2 separate regions of the Zea mays genome follow, and region 1 is linked to region 2. The links are chromatin contacts, called in public Hi-C maps. All regions are on one chromosome and are shown on one strand. Each heading gives the region's core, a stretch centred on a gene start, on an enhancer-like site or on the middle of the called end of the contact. The rest is flanking DNA. Distances are from core to core; before and after follow the strand shown. Region 1 holds the start of LOC103631944. Region 2 holds the start of LOC100383763 (Tetratricopeptide repeat (TPR)-like superfamily protein).

Evidence for each region. Hi-C and Micro-C count contacts between places; a contact is called where the count stands out from the background.
Region 1: a contact with region 2 is called in a Hi-C map of leaf, with 4 times the contacts expected there. The contact joins the promoter of LOC103631944 here to the promoter of LOC100383763 in region 2. A contact is called at or near these places in 6 of 25 Hi-C or Micro-C datasets (ear, endosperm, leaf and 1 more).

What each region holds. Positions count from the first base shown.
Region 1 is chr1:21,035,741-21,040,238 of Zm-B73-REFERENCE-NAM-5.0, reverse strand. LOC103631944 reads left to right here and starts at 2,939. Exons shown (of 1, transcript XM_008653798.3): 1 at 2,939-3,790. The coding sequence starts at 3,004. The coding sequence ends at 3,585. LOC103631953 (methionine--tRNA ligase, chloroplastic/mitochondrial) reads right to left here and starts at 2,225. Exons shown (of 12, transcript XM_008653808.3): 1 at 1,807-2,225; 2 at 1,170-1,313; 3 at 920-1,069; 4 at 1-23. The coding sequence starts at 2,082.
Region 2 is chr1:20,778,506-20,783,140 of Zm-B73-REFERENCE-NAM-5.0, reverse strand. LOC100383763 (Tetratricopeptide repeat (TPR)-like superfamily protein) reads right to left here and starts at 1,421. Exons shown (of 14, transcript NM_001362135.1): 1 at 1,321-1,421; 2 at 897-1,226; 3 at 712-818; 4 at 31-260. The coding sequence starts at 1,182. It overlaps LOC103644476 (calcium-transporting ATPase 5, plasma membrane-type), which reads left to right and starts at 4,503. Exons shown (of 3, transcript XM_020547101.2): 1 at 4,503-4,629. The coding sequence starts at 4,550.

The DNA.
Region 1 (4,498 bases), core at 1,690-4,189, 260 kb before region 2:
TTCTCCAATAGCTCTTTTTCATCCTTTGTTCAGTCAATACTAAAGCATCAGTATTTGTAGTAGTATTAAAAAGAGGGTTGATATATATAGGTGCACATGGCACACAAAAAAGTACTTCGAACATTTTCTTACTTTAGCCAACAATTTCTAAAAAGGAGTATTTATTGACAACACAAGATTGACATAAATAGATTTAAAAAGGACAGACTTGGTGCTAGCGGCTCCCACATGAGTGGGGTCTGGGGAAGGAGTAAGAATAACCGAACCAAGCCTTACCCTGCATTTTTGCAGAGAGGCTGCATCTAACCCAGGACGTTTGGCTCAGTGGAAAGGCTTCTCACCACTGCGTCAGGCTTGTCCTTCTTATTGACATAAATAGATTGATCATGAAAATACTGTTGCATTATATTTTTTATTTATAGTAACATTTTCCTAATACATATTGTTAGTCAAAGTGTTATATTGGAGACAATGTCGATGTCCTAAATTCCTAATGGACTAATATGATGTATCAGAGGAAGTAGAAAACTAAAATAGAGCACATAATAGTATAGTACTCATCTCTGCTGCATAAAAATATCAAGTTTTGCAGTTCCACAATATTGATTGTTAATAAAAAAATTGAAGAGCCAAAAAATTAAACCACACCATTAATCCAAATTCATACTTAAGAGAGGTTAGGCATGGCAATCGACATAGGTACCAGTTCCCTCACCTAAAATGGACAGATAGCCAAGATATTTATCCATGTAAATCCAGAAAAAAAAATGTTGCTCAGAAAACCACTTAGTAGACAATTCTATTAACCATATGACAGCATTAAATCAAATATGTGTAAGGATTAATATGTTTAATGGTACTTCCATAATGGATTGGAAACAGCTCAGTACGATGTGAGGAAGTTGACATGAAAGCTTACCTTGTACTCTTCACAGCTCACACAATAAAGTCCTTCATAATCAGCTCTATATATGTCGCCATTGTTTAACACTCTGGAATAGAATTCGTTCACAACAGCCTCATGCTTACGATCCGTTGTGCGAATAAACTTGTCATATTCTATGTCTAACTGCAAGAAATGTGAAACAAATTTGGAGGGCAAAGCTGAGCTCATGGTTTACTCTGTAGTAAAAAGTATTGTAAACTGAAACTTGGTGTTGTAGACATACGTCAGCCCAGAGCGTCCTATATGAACTTGAAATTGCATCACAATGCTCCTTTGGGTTTCTACCACTGGCCTCTGCGGAAGCAGATATTTTCTCACCGTGTTCATCTGTTCCGGTAATAAATATAACATTCTTCTCTAGCAACCTCTGTAACCACATAAGAATAATCAACAGACTGTTTGATAATAAGAGTCAAACAACTGAAATCAAACATACTACTCCGAATAGTTCATATAGTCAAAACTTAGGCACCCAATCATTCAATTGAAAAAGAAAAGATACATGTAAAATTCACACACCAAGCAATTAGCAACTTCACCAAGGGCACGACTAGAAAGTGGCGTAGTATGAAGTTATGAACTAATTCAGGTTATGGAAAATATGCAACCCCTTTTCTCGTGCAATGCATGTGCAACTAAGTGGTGCATCACCACCTGATCATCCAACGGTACACCGCACCACACGTTTCTGACAGCAGTACAAGTGCACAACAGCCACTTGACAAAATGTTTGACCCCATGTTGGTAAGATTAGTGCTGCAGTGGATCTCGTGCAACCCGGGCATGTGCAATTTGCTTTTGTAGGTTCGACAACTAACTGTTCAAAAATACAGCCGCTGCAATCGTGGGTGGAGGCTTGCCTGGAAGCGGGCGATGGCGTCCGCTGCGATGGTGGTGTAGGCGCTTCCCATATGCGGCGGAGCGTTGACGTAGTAGAGAGGAGTGGTGAGCACGTAGGGCTCCGGCAAGGGGGGCGAGTCAGGGGACGAGGAGGCGGAGGCGATGCAGCGACCGCGAACGCCGCAGCGGAGCGCGGGGGTGAGGTTCCGGGGCAAAGGGGAAGCGAAGGCAAGGCAACGGGCGCCGGCGGCGAGGGAGGAGCACGGCGCGCCAAGGAAGGCCCGCCCGGCGGCCATGGCAGTCGAGACCGGAGGAGGGGATGAATGGGGTTTTGGGTCGCGCCCGTGTGAGGAGAGAATGGATTGGGGTGATCGTTGTGGAGGATGTAAGTGTGTTGGGCTGGACCGATGGATAAGCTTTGGGCTAAATCGTTCGAGCATGTGTGAACGTTTGCGTGATCGACGAGCCCACTAATAATCTCGTCCATCTCTTCTCTGCTATCTATCAAATCAATAGTATAGACAACGGCATGCTGGAAATATAGGCCGGGTTTTTTGGGCCAACACGAGCACGGTTCGAAAATAGGAGCCCAAAGCAAGGTTCAGCACGAAATAATATGTGTCGGGCTAGCACGGTCCGAAGACAGGCCTAGGTCGGGCCTCAAATTCCGGTCATCTGGCCCCCGGCACGGCCCGTATAGATGGGCAGGGCTTGGGCCGGCACGGCCCAATTAAGCCCAATCTGTTTAATTTCTTTAATTTAGTAAGATATCGACTTTATATTGTTGTTATATTGGGAGTTTATGTCGTTAAATGATGCTAGAATTGTTTAATATCTTTAATTTAGTAAGCTATTAATTTTATATGGTTGTAATATTTTGATTTTATGTGGTCAAATATACGGATCGGGCTTGGGCCGGCACGGGCCAACGAAGGCACGACGTGGTTTAGGGCCGGACTGGGCCACTGTTTTTACACTTCGGGCTAGCACGGCATGGCTCAAATTTTTTTGGGGCTTTCTTGGCCCGAATCCATTTGACACGAAGCACGATGGGCTTGGGCCGGGCTGGCCCGACCCGACCTAATTCCCAGCACTAACCATGACTTCACCCTCCTCAACCCCACCATTGTGGTCCTCGCTGCCAAACCCAAGCTCCCTCTCCACGCCGCCCTACTCCAAGCGTCGTCGTTGCTCAGCGTCCCGCCTCGAGGATATCGATGCCCCGCCCCCGCGCCGCAACTGCAAGCCGCCCTCGTTGTTGCACCCGCGCCGCCCACACCCGAACGACCTTGACCCGCACACGCAAGGCCGTCGGGGGACCAAGGCTCCGGCCAGCGTCGCCTGCGGATCGCGTGGATTCTTACGTGTTCGCCTCGGCGGGGCCTGCCAAGGGCTACGACGACGAGAAAGATCTGTGCTGGGGTCAGCCGCTCCGCCTCCGCGCTAGCCATCTTCGCCCCGTCAGCTCGGCCTTTATGCGGGATCTCTCTGTGTCCGCCTCCGCGTCAGGGCACACCACGCGCATCGCCTCAGCGGTGGGCCGCGCTATTTTCTCAACATCGTCGCGGCACCAGCAGAGGACAACTACTCTAACGTGGAGGTGCACGTGTGCCTGCTCGCCACTGCTGCTCGAACGAGCTCCATCTTCCTCCGTCAACCCTGTTGTTGTTTCGCCCCACCACGCCACGCAGGACGCTACTGAAGATGAGACCCAATTAGCGGCGTTGAAGCGGCTGTCGAGGACCCGTCCCCATCTTGAACGTGATGACGATTTGACATTCATAGCGTTTCAGCAATGATTTGACAAAATTGTTGAACCTGCAAAAAAGGAGACCGCAAAAGGAAAGAAAGAGGATCATTACTCGTCAAATAAAAGCAAGGACAAAAAGGTTTCCAATTATTTTTCTGATGGTACTCTATTTAAATAAATGCTACAATGCATCCTAGAATATCAATTGTTACAGTAATTTCCACACATAAAAGATATCAGGTTGGACAGCGTCATGATTTACGTGTTATTCTATTAAACAGTCCTTAAATAAGAGATTTGCACTGACAGGTAACTATTGACGTAGGAGAAGGTTTTAGAGTTTAGGGTTTAGAGATGACTACTAGTGGTAGGCTTAGAGCATCTCCAAGAGATTAGCTAAATAACTTGTCAAGCTAAATTTTAGCTACTTAATAGCATAATAGCTCTCCAACAGACTAGCCATTTAACTTGCTAAGCTATCGGGCTCTCTAAATTAACCCCCTCACTAGCCAAATTTGGCTAACAACTCTCCCTAGCCAAGCTAACTTGTATATTGGAGAGTCTATTGGAATGAGATGTTATATATAGAGTTTAATATTTATAGAGAGACAAATAAAGTGTCAAATAGAGAGTCAAAAATAAAGAGTCTCTTGGAGATGCTCTAATGCTCCTCCATATTAGTGGGCTCATCGTTGTGGAGGATGTAAGTGTGTTGGGCTGGACCGATGGATAAGCTTTGGGCTAAATCGTTCGAGCATGTGTGAACGTTTGTGTGATCGACGAGCCCACTAATAATCTCGTCCATCTCTTCTCTATCTCTTCTCTAGTATCTATTAAATCAATAGTATAGACAACGGTACTACCATGACTAGTGTTGGGAATATAGGCCGGATTTCTTGGGCCAGCACGAGCACGGTCCGAAAATAGAAGCCCAAAGCAAGGTCCAGCACGAAATAATATGG
Region 2 (4,635 bases), core at 172-2,671:
CATATTGCGTATGGATTGCTAATTTGCTACCTTCGTATGATATCTGAATCATCATATGTTGAAATTGCAAACTGACAATAGTTATACCAAATGTCCACTGAATAAGTAACTGCGAGAACTGCTCGTTCATACACCTCTATAACTTTACTCACACCATCAAGTCTCGCTTCATGGTCAGCATATTTCTTCCAATACCCAAAGCAAAGAGGGAATTCCGCAAGAAACGAATCATACACTTTCCGTATCTTCAAAATATTGTTCTGGACAAGAATATACAGAAGTATGCATTAGCATTTAGGATAAATATTATCATCGTATCAAGAGTTCTGATTCTTATGACTGGTAATCAGATCGGATTCAAATTAAGTATACTTTATTAGAAACACAAAATAGTGAAGGACACTAAAGGATACAGAAGGGAAAATTAAAGCATTAGATGCATAAACACTTCAAGTTGACTGTAGGCAACAAGAGGAACCATAGTCCACTAGCAGGATAGAGACAGAAGAACAAGGAAGTAACTGATCATATAACAAAAATAAATGCACCATTACAATATGCCCCAAATCAAAGCCATGGGCAAACAATTGCAGATTGACAAATAGCTTATAATTACAAGCTGCTATCGAAATCAGCTCATTTACAGATAGCTAGCTGCACAAAGAACGTTACGAGAATGTTTATATCGGCAAGTAGCTAACCAAACATTACCTCAGCATTTTTCTCTGTTTCCTCAATAAGTGCGGTCCAGGCATTAAAATCTAAGGAATTCGCGGTAACAACACTCCATAACCTAGCCTCTTCTGCTGAAAGCACGGCTGCATAAGAAAGCGGGACGTTAAGAGCAAACAGAAGGTAGGGTACCAGATTAGGCGAGCCTGCAAGCCCAATATTACCTTCTTCGTACGATAGCTCAGGAACCGGCTCGCCCGTCTCGTTGGGGACGGCTTCGCCGTTCTCTGCAGCTCCTGTAGATGGGTAATTACCCATATCGCCGACAGTCCCATTCAACGCCGTGTGCTCGGCCTGGTACGCAGAGGCATCAGCTGCCTGAGCTCCACCGTCGGGGGCCACGGCGCTTCCGCCGGTCACAGCCAAGCTAGGGGGGTTGCCAGTCGCAAAACCAAAAGCCGCAGCACCAGAGTCCGCGCTGCCGACAACCACGCTCTGATCTTGCTCCATTGCGTGAAAATCGCAGGAGCCGTACCCCGGACCAACGTGAATCCCTAAGGCGAACAGACAAAAAGCGGTAGGTGAAATTAACGCGCAAGAGTGGAAGGGGGCGTGTAAAGGTGATAGGGAGAGCAAGGGGGCACGCACCGGAGAGCCGCCAATCAGAGGCAATAGCCGGGGAGTGGGGGCGGGGAAGATCGTGCCGGCGATGAGGTGGTTAGGGTTGCATCGGAAGCGCAGCGGCGTGGATGGAAAGGAGAGGATTGGGGTTGGAGGACTGGAGATGGGTAAAGAGAGCCCGAGGGCCTGCGGCTGGCAAGCCGACGTCGCACGCGAAGGGTTAGCTAGCCCATGGGCTGTGGGCGTTGGACCAAGTTACGCCGCCTAGGTCCAAGTACTAATTTGCTACCTCCGGACGTCAGGACCCTGAATAAGGCCCAATTTAGTTGGATTTCTATAAAAATAGCTTCACCGTTAAAGCCGAAGAATTGGTGGCTTTATAGTGCTCGTGCTGCGTACATTGCTAATTGCTACATTTATATATATACTAGGTGAGTGTCCGTGCGTTGCAACGGGAATATATAATACTATAATAATTTATGTATAAACGTGTGTTATATTGTTATGATAAAAATGTTTCGTAATCCATTTATGATCCTAGTCATATATAAATTTTATTATCTTAATCTAGCTATTTCACCACTACATAGTACAGTGTCCGTTGTTGTCTCTCTTTTCTGGAAAAGCTATTCTATTCTTAGTGCCTTAGCCAATCAAGATCCCGAAGTCTTGCTGCTCGTCCGGCAAGTCAGGGGCATGCTTAACGTGCAACCTTATATGGCTAACAGACACAAACCCATCACATCCTTCATTGTCATCATGAGTCCCGATGTTTGCTGGAAAGATTTCAAGGGTACTCGAGGTTAGACGAGATTCACCAAAACATATGGTACAATGGCAATGTACAGATATCTATACTACCTATTAAGGCTGCAAGGGGTAGGCTGCCCCCTTGCGTTCTGCCTTCAGCCAATCTAAGCCGTCCGTTCGTCGAGCATCACCCTCGCGCCCGCTGCACCGTTCGTTTGCTCGACCGCCCTCCCCTCCCCGCCTCCCTCGCAGCTGCAACCGACACCGCCTCAGTCCTCCTTGGCCACCCACGATGTCGTCCTCCTCGCATCGCCTCACCCCCCTCGCCCTCTGGCCTGGCCGGTGCTCCCTCCCTCTCCGGCTCTCCCTCCGCCCCCCAAGCCAAAATCACCGCGCCCCGCCCCACAGCACCGGTTGCGTGGGAGGAAGGAGAAAGGAAGGAGAGGGGAGGCGGCTGTCGGGCGAGATGAGCGACTCCCAAGCCCAAATCACCGTCCGTCGCCGCGCGAGGTAAGTTCCTGCCCATCGCACTGTGCGTGTTTGCAGAGGAGATCCTCCGCCGTCTCATGGCCCTATTCGGTTCAGACCTAGCTCCCCCCACCGCCCGTCCGTCCTTCCGCACTTGACTGCTCTCAAACCCTAACCCTCGCCGCCGGTCCTTGTCACCCCGTCGTCGTGCCCATTGGCAGGCCTCGGCGACCTCCGTCCGCCGCACGTGGTAAGGCCCCCACCCATCCCAATGTGTCCCCCCCGGTGAGAGGTGGTTCCGGTCGCCCAGCGCGTGATCCTTCTCGGGCTGGGTCCCACGTTCTCCTCAGAGGATGGCATGAGGAAAGTGGGCTCGTGCTCACGAACCATACTTGGCTCCGGGTTTGTGCAGTGTGCTCTTAGCGGCGTCGGTCAGACCATCCGCCTCTCTCCTTCCAGCATCAAGGTAACCTCTCCTTATTTAGTACGTTTGTATCAAGAAAACAGTGTTCCATGTTCCATCACAAATGCAAAGAGGGTTCTCACGGAAACAGGATGCCTCACACCGATGGAGCTGGCTCTTTGCTACATATTAAGCAAAGAGTGTATTTGTGTTGTTACTGCTTGAACAGGCGCGGCGGCACAACCTTCTCCTCGGCCGCGGCACACAGCTGGTCGCGCAGGCCGCGGTCCATGGACACGTCGCGCTCCTGGAACGGCAGCAGGCCGCGGTCCATGGACACGTCGCGCTCCTGGAACGACGCGCCCAGGCTCTCCAGCAACGCGCGCACGCCGTTGCAGTCCACGCCAGCACGGCTCCTGGAACGCAGCGTCGTCGTGTACAGCACCACGCCCTCCCCCCGACGGCGGGGAACCCCAGTAGCGGGTCGCCGGCCGACGGCGCGCCCCGTCGTCCACCAGCTCCCACGCGTCCAGCGGCTCCCGCGCGTCGAAGAAGGACGCGTCGTTGGACAGCACGTCGCCGTCGTGGCACTGGTGCGCCGGCTTGGTCGGGGAGCGCGCGCCGTCGCCCGCTGCCGGGAGTGACGACGGCTTCAGCGCGCGCAGGATGGGCGCCTTCAGGGTCTTGATGATCATGGCGCCAGGCAGAACAGGAACGGACTCTCTGTCGGCCTAGCGCTTTTCTTGTCCAGCTTTGCCTCTGGATGCGTGTGGGTTTTGGTTTGGCGATGGTTTTTGTGGGGAAAGTGGGGAGGAAGAACAGCAAGAGGTGGTGGTGGAGCCGTGGGAGGTGGAGGGAGGCTGCGCGGTCTTTTAACCGCTTGGCACCATGCCATCGCCGACGCCGTGCGGGGCTGCGCCGGCATCTTCTGCATGTTCAACACGCCCGACGTCCAGGCCCAATGCGATGTGAGTACAAGACGGCAGCTTGCTTGCTTTCTTTCTTTCTTTCGCCTCTCTCTCTCTGCATATTAGTATTAATCTGGGGGGTTTTCCCCCCGAAGAAACAGAAGCTCGTTTGTAGGAGTGGCTTGTAGGTAGCGCTTACTGCATAGAATTGGATTGGATTGTATTTTGCTCTCCTATACTAGCAGACGCAGCCAGAGCTTATACCAGCACTGTAGCATGAACAGGGACCGGGACAGCTGGACAGGGTCAGAGGAGAGGAGCCGATCCTTTGCTACCTTTTCTCCCTTTTCCATGAATCTCCATCTTCCTCCTCCCTGGTCTAGGCTGTTTGGTTCGTTCCAGAGGAGGGCTGGGATCCGGACCGCTTACTTCCCCTCCTCTGATGATGATGATCCATTAATGCCACAGCTCATGTGTGGTGTGGCTGTGACTTGTGATGAGTGAGCGTGCCCCTTCTTCCTCCTCCAGCCTCCAGCTCCAGGTGCGGTGTGAGGTCCCGCTCCTGCTCCTGTCCTACCAGCGTACTACTCCAGTAGTACAGTGGAGTAGCCGAGTGCATTTAATAGCTGGACACAACATTTTACCTGAGACACATGTATTTCCAGGCTGTTTCTCATCAGTATCATATACTTCTTTCACTTTTCAGCTTCTGTGGGTGAACCTCATAATGGACACACTTGGAGCTCTTGCATTAGCAACCGAGCCTCCAACAGACAACCTTATGAAGAGAAATCCTGTTGGTCGAAGGCATGT